Linked DNA regions of Drosophila melanogaster: region 1 is linked to region 2. A link is a contact called in public HiChIP or PLAC-seq data. All regions are on one chromosome and are shown on one strand. Each heading gives the region's core, a stretch centred on a gene start, on an enhancer-like site or on the middle of the called end of the contact. The rest is flanking DNA. Distances are from core to core; before and after follow the strand shown.

Evidence for each region. HiChIP or PLAC-seq counts read pairs in DNA pulled down with a chosen protein or histone mark.
Region 1: a POLR2A S2P HiChIP or PLAC-seq map of the Kc167 cell line shows a contact between it and region 2, with 2.3 times the contacts expected there. The contact joins the promoter of sra here to the promoter of Mhcl in region 2. A contact is called at or near these places in 9 of 107 Hi-C or Micro-C datasets (the Clone 8 cell line, the Kc167 cell line, the S2 cell line and 2 more) and 1 of 6 datasets of contacts at active chromatin or transcription factors (the Kc167 cell line).

Annotation. Positions count from the first base shown.
Region 1 is chr3R:16,185,522-16,188,371 of dm6, reverse strand. sra (sarah) reads right to left here and starts at 1,373. Exons shown (of 2, transcript NM_079654.3): 1 at 1,073-1,373. It overlaps CG8927, which reads right to left. Exons shown (of 3, transcript NM_142270.2): 2 at 2,546-2,850; 3 at 2,137-2,483. The coding sequence ends at 2,258. Bin1 (Bicoid interacting protein 1) reads left to right here. Exons shown (of 3, transcript NM_001316512.1): 2 at 1,266-1,660; 3 at 1,734-2,216. The coding sequence starts at 1,595. The coding sequence ends at 2,120.
Region 2 is chr3R:16,097,164-16,100,156 of dm6, reverse strand. It overlaps Mhcl (Myosin heavy chain-like), which reads left to right and starts at 1,396. Exons shown (of 18, transcript NM_169701.3): 1 at 1,396-1,526; 2 at 2,537-2,993. The coding sequence starts at 2,569. It overlaps Akt (Akt kinase), which reads right to left and starts at 929. Exons shown (of 7, transcript NM_001300425.1): 1 at 497-929.

The sequences.
Region 1 (2,850 bases), core at 124-2,623, 88 kb before region 2:
GAGTATTATCTTTATAAATTTTTCATTTTTTAAAGTGACTAAAGAAACAGCTTTAATGCGTCTTACTTCATATTGGTCATCCCGACCACAGTGCACTGGTTACCAAAGTATGCGATAACAATAACATCGTCCACTATGTGGTCGTTGCTGGGGTTACGGGCAGTCAGTCACGGTCACGGCTGCAACCCCTCCGCTCCGGCCAAAACGAGTCCACAGAACAATGGCCAAGGACGAAGGGGGGGGAGGGGGGATTCAATAACAACAGCAGGAACAACAAACATTCTGCTCCCACGCAAGAGCAGCAGGAACTGTGGCAAAAACAGCTGCTGCAGGATCAACGAGGTGGGAGTGGATTCGAGGACTTTAAAACACGAGCCAACTAAAAATATTCAGACACGCCGAAGCGAAAATACCCTTTAGCAGGGGGTTAATTCAAGTGGGGTATTTTCCCCTTCTAGTGTTTTTCTTTTACCAGGGTAATCACAGATTCTGTTTCTGTGCACTTAAACGGGGTTTATTCCGTTTCTAAAAATATCAAATGTCTGGATTGACTTATTTCTTGGTATTTGACTAAAAATAAAAACAAATATGCAGCTTTTGGGAAACTGATTCCTTGTTGACACAATAGAAACCACCATATGACCACACCTTCCACGCTACTGCAATAACTAGAACATTTAGAACAACAAACAGAATGGCACTATTATCGGCAAATGATGGCGCATGCATAAAAATGAGGAGATCGAAAGTGGGTGGCTGGGGATGGGATAACCTTGTACTTCTTGAGATAAAAACAGTTCAGTATTTAGCAGCGGCTTATTCCTGAATGTTTATAAACAAATCGAGCGAGAGAGCGATGCATAAATGAAATATGAGGGGGGGTGAAGGGTGGTTGCAAAGAGGGTGACTTTTCGCAGACGCTGCGGCACCAACACAAGCAAAGCAACGGCAACAATTTGCACGTAAAACTCAGCTGCTGCTGCTGCTGCTGTTGCCGTTACATAAGAAACTCTTGCAAAAAGTGCAAATCTCAATTCGGTATGCAAATGGACCGCTGCCACAATGTACTCACCGTTTTTAGAAACTATTCAGTGGCCAAATTGCGATTCTGCTTTTATGCGCCAATAACAAACGGCTCTTCTCCACCGTTGTTGTTGCTCTCCTCCTTGTTGTTGTGGTCGCAGCTACTGCTTAGCGAAGCAGTTGTTATTGTTGTTGCGGCAACAGTAATTTGCAAGTGCACCGCTATTGTTGAATGTTTTTAGACGATTGTCATGCCAGTGGAAGCTTCCAGTCTGCGTCATTCGCGGAGACGCGTAGTTTCACGTTCGACGACACAACCGCTCACAGCGAATTTTGTTTTCGGACTAGAGCTGAGAAACGGCGAATTTTGGTGCTTCTGGAAACATCGATTAAACTAAAACCCGATAAGTATGCGACAAGCGGTCACACTCGGCGATGTGCGATAGGATTGCTGCATTCGATTATATAGTTATCGAAAAGAGCAAAGAGAAGCCGGAATATACGGCATTAAAAGTGCATTTTGTATTAAAATTAAGAAAATTAGTAACGATATACCGCAGAATAGGGAGACATGGCCAACGTGGAATCTATGATTGTGGAGGAAAAGACGCAGGTCAAGCAGATTGACCGCGAGAAGGTTTGTTTGTGACCCCGGTCATGTTTACTTCGCGTTTGCTCTAGATGTGTTAATAAGTTTATGTATTTTCCAGACCTGTCCTATGCTGCTCCGTGTCTTCTGCTCTACGGGACGACACCACTCCGTGTCGGAGTATATGTTCGGCAACGTGCCCACCAACGAGCTTCAGATTTACACCTGGCAAGACGCCACCCTGCACGAACTGACCTCTCTGGTGCGAGACGTCAATCCGGACACCCGGAAGAAGGGCACCTACTTTGACTTTGCTGTCGTGTACCCCAACTTCCGGAGTAATCACTTCCAGATGCGCGAAATCGGAGTGACCTGCACGGGTCAAAAAGGAATCGATGATAATAAGACACTTGCTCAGGCCAAATTCAGCATTGGAGACTTTCTGGACATCTCGATTACTCCGCCCAACCGACTGCCGCCAACCGCCAGGCGCCAGCGTCCGTACTGATTCTTCACTTTCATCTATTCTAATCATTTTAATCTTTCACTTGACACTCAATGGAGTATGAACATAATTATAAGTGGAATACAAGTAAGACGAACTACGAGCTGCTTGACTTAAGGGACTATATGTTGTGGGGAGTATCAGTTCCTGTAAAAGCCGTTCGGGCGCTTCGACTTCTTCTTGCCCAACTGCGTCATGTCGATCTCCAGACCATTGGGCAGCACGGCGCGATTCTCTTCGTAGTTGACGAACCCGTTCTCTTGTAGCTCTTCCTCGTTGTTGCGGTTGTTAGGATCGCACTTGATTCCAGTCTCATAGTGGTACTCACGTTTGTTGCCATCTGGATCAACGTAGCCATAGGTTCCCCTGGTGAACGAGAAGTTTGGGTAAGTGGGAGAAAGAGGTTGGATTCAATCTGTTTTACTCACTTGGTGATGCAATCGGTGCCGATCAGCTCCTCCTTGAAAGATCCGTCGTCGTTCTCATAGCCCCATGTGATGCTTCCGTCCTCGTTTTCCTCACGCCACTTGCGAATGGTCTGGGAAACGGGCTGACGGCGACGCTGCTGCTGCTGGTCAACGTGATCGTCCTGTAGCTGATTTTGATCAATGATGGGACGCGGCTGGACAGGCTTAGGGCGTGGCCTGGCCATAGGCTGTGGTGGTGGTGATTCAGGTCGTAGGGCAGCGGAAGACGCTGGTCTTGTTCGGATCACAGCCACCCGCTGGGGCTG
Region 2 (2,993 bases), core at 147-2,646:
GCACTCGTACTCGCACTCACACTGGCACAACTGCAAAAGCAAAAGCATATTCATTTACAATTTGCGAAAATGTCAACGACGGATGGCCGCCGGCTGTACAAATGTCGCTATCTATCTAAAACTGTAAACAAATGTACATAAAATAAAAATCGACAAAATACACACACAGGCATAAGCGGACAGGCGCTCGCACACCGAGGCAGTCACACAGACAGGGCTGCATTGCAAAGTGCGAGTGAGGCCAGACTGTGGGTGCGAGGGGGAGGGAGACAGACAGTACGCGTGTCTGCCACAAAGGTGTATGAGTGTGAGTGTATGTGTGAGTGTCTGGCCGTGTGCGTGTGATTGTCTGGCCGTGTGGGTGTGAGTGGCTGAGTGAGTGAACCACCGAGTGTGCGAGTGTGTGTGGGCAGCGGCGACCTAGCAGCGCAACATGTCAAATCACTTCGTGGAAATGGAAATTGTGGAAATGCTGGTGAAAAATACAAGAACCCACCTAGTTTTGTAAAAAAAAAAACCCGACTTTTGCTTTCCCTACTGCACTGCGGTTTGTTTTCCTACTCGTTTTGGTATTTTCCTTTAGATGGTGACGGCAGCGACAACGTCACAGGCCTTCTTATTATTGTGCGTGTGTTGTTGTTGCTGCTTGCTATTGTTGTTGTTGCTGCTGCTGCTGTAGTTGTTGTTGTGTTAAGGTGCCAGACACCAGAGGACGGAACGAAACACACACAATCTCGCACTCGCGCACTGGAAGTCGATTTCCGCCACCCGGGCGTTTCCACTTGGTGTTTTCTTGCCTTCCAAAGCAACGTTGCATCAATTGCAAATGCTTAAAAACGTAGTTTTCATAAACAGAAGCACGCACACAGGCAAAGTAAATTTTCCAAGTACCGTTTAGTTTTTACGCTTCACTTTTTTTCGATAACTGGCTCGATAACTGATTCGATCCGCGTTGCCACCTGTTTTAGCGATAGTTAGGCGACTGTTACGGTGGAAAGATGCCAGAGAGAGACATTATTTAAGAGCTGTACAACGCGCAAATATCCCTTAAATTTAAATTAAATGTTTTAGAAGGCAATAGTTCTGTTTTCTGACTGTCTAGGCCGACTCTTTAACTAGAATTCACTTCAAATTTGAATGTATGAACTGCAGATTAATAATAATGCTGTATTGTTATTAAATTCATTTTTAAAAACTTTATTTTATATGCTATGTATACAAAACTATTTCTTATATCGACAAATTGTTATAACTTTTCAAAGCATAATTGATCAAAAATTTGGAAGCCCTATCAATTTTATATATGGTTCCTGTCCGCACTAAGTAGATACTCTGATAAGTATGACCATGTGTAAGTAGCTAGAAAAAGTCAGTTCTCTTTTCCAGTTTCCCAGATCAAATTTGATATTCACCTCTTTGGGCACTCTTGCTCAGATTTGTTTATGCAGAACGCGAAGTCTCCTTTGAATCCGAAAAAAAAACAAAAAACGAGTAGCGAATAAAGTGCCCCATTGGCACAAAACGAGGTAAATAACTTGCAACCCAATCGGAAGGGAGAACATAGCATGCCACTTTCAAATAAACAAATAACGACTCCAGCGCGACTGTGTGTGCGTGAGTCCCTCCCAATGTTTGTGTGTGTTATCAAAAAAGGCGTAGAAAAGTGCAAAAACAAAGGTGTTATTGACTCTCAACTTTCTTTTTCTGCCTATCGTGTGTATCACTGTGGGCTGTGGCCGAATAAGAGCGTTCGCCGAATATGAGCAATTGGAAAAGCATGAGCATAAGTAATGAGGCAGAATCGGTTGCATTCAATTAGTTGGAGAAATGAAAAATATGAAGAGATGGTGTAGAGAGAAGGGAAGAGTGCAGTCTCGAGCAATCAATACCAACGCAGCCACGAGCCCCCCTTTCTTTGTGTGTGTGTGTGTTACCGTGTGAAAACAAAACAAATGTATGCTAGCTGTGGAAAAGAAAGCGCATAATTGAATAATAAATAATAACAGAAACAGGGCAAATGGCAACGACTCAATGACAAAAGTAAAGCCGCCACCGCAGCAGAAGAAATGTGGGTGCAAAAGTGAAGAAATATGCCATTGTTTATGTGATTTGCAAATGTGCACATTCACACAAACACCGTGGCAAGATAACGGTTGTTGTGCGGGCGGGTGCATTGCTCGAAGTGGCTGTGCAATTGTAAGAGCGAGATAGCAATACGAAGAGAACAGGACTGAGCAGTACAGGGGCGAAATCCAGGGGACCTTAAACGTGGATTATGGGCACCTTAAATGTTTTTGTAAAATCAAATCACATAAATACCGTACTTTAAACTATTCAGTGAATTAAAATTGTGTTACTGATTTTAAAAATGTAAGTTGTAATTTCAAGTTTGGAAATGAACGGTATGCCCTGCACGTTTGTCTAGATCCACCCCTGGATAGAGCGCAGCAAAGAGAACAGTGCAAATCGAATTAGTCCAGACTTTTGGTCACGCCCTTGAACTTCGCATTAACCCACCAACGCCCCCCTTCCGCAGCTAGCACCTAAGGACCCCACACACCACATAAGATGTTCAACTTTATGAAGAAGAGCGCTGGGGATGAGGACAAGGAGCGTCGCAAGCGCGAAAAAAAACTGCGCAAAGAGGCTAAGGGCACCTCTGGTGGCCCGGGAATGGGAGGCGTGACTGGCGTCACCGGCAGCATGAGCACCGACGAGCTGCTCCGCCTGGACGAGGTGCGCCGATCGCTTAAAATCCGAGGGCGACGCAAGGAGAAGGAAAAGTTGCCGAGCGGAATTACGGCGGACTATAGCGCAGACTTCTTTGCCGCCCTCAATGCAGATGCAAACGGCGGAAGCAACGGAGGAGCAGTGGGAGCTGCAGATCCCGAGCAGGATCGTGGCAATGAGGAGATTGTAGCATCTGTGATGACGCACATCGAGAGCCGAGCGTCCAATGGCGCCGGCGTGAGTGTCAACTACAGCGAGGTCAC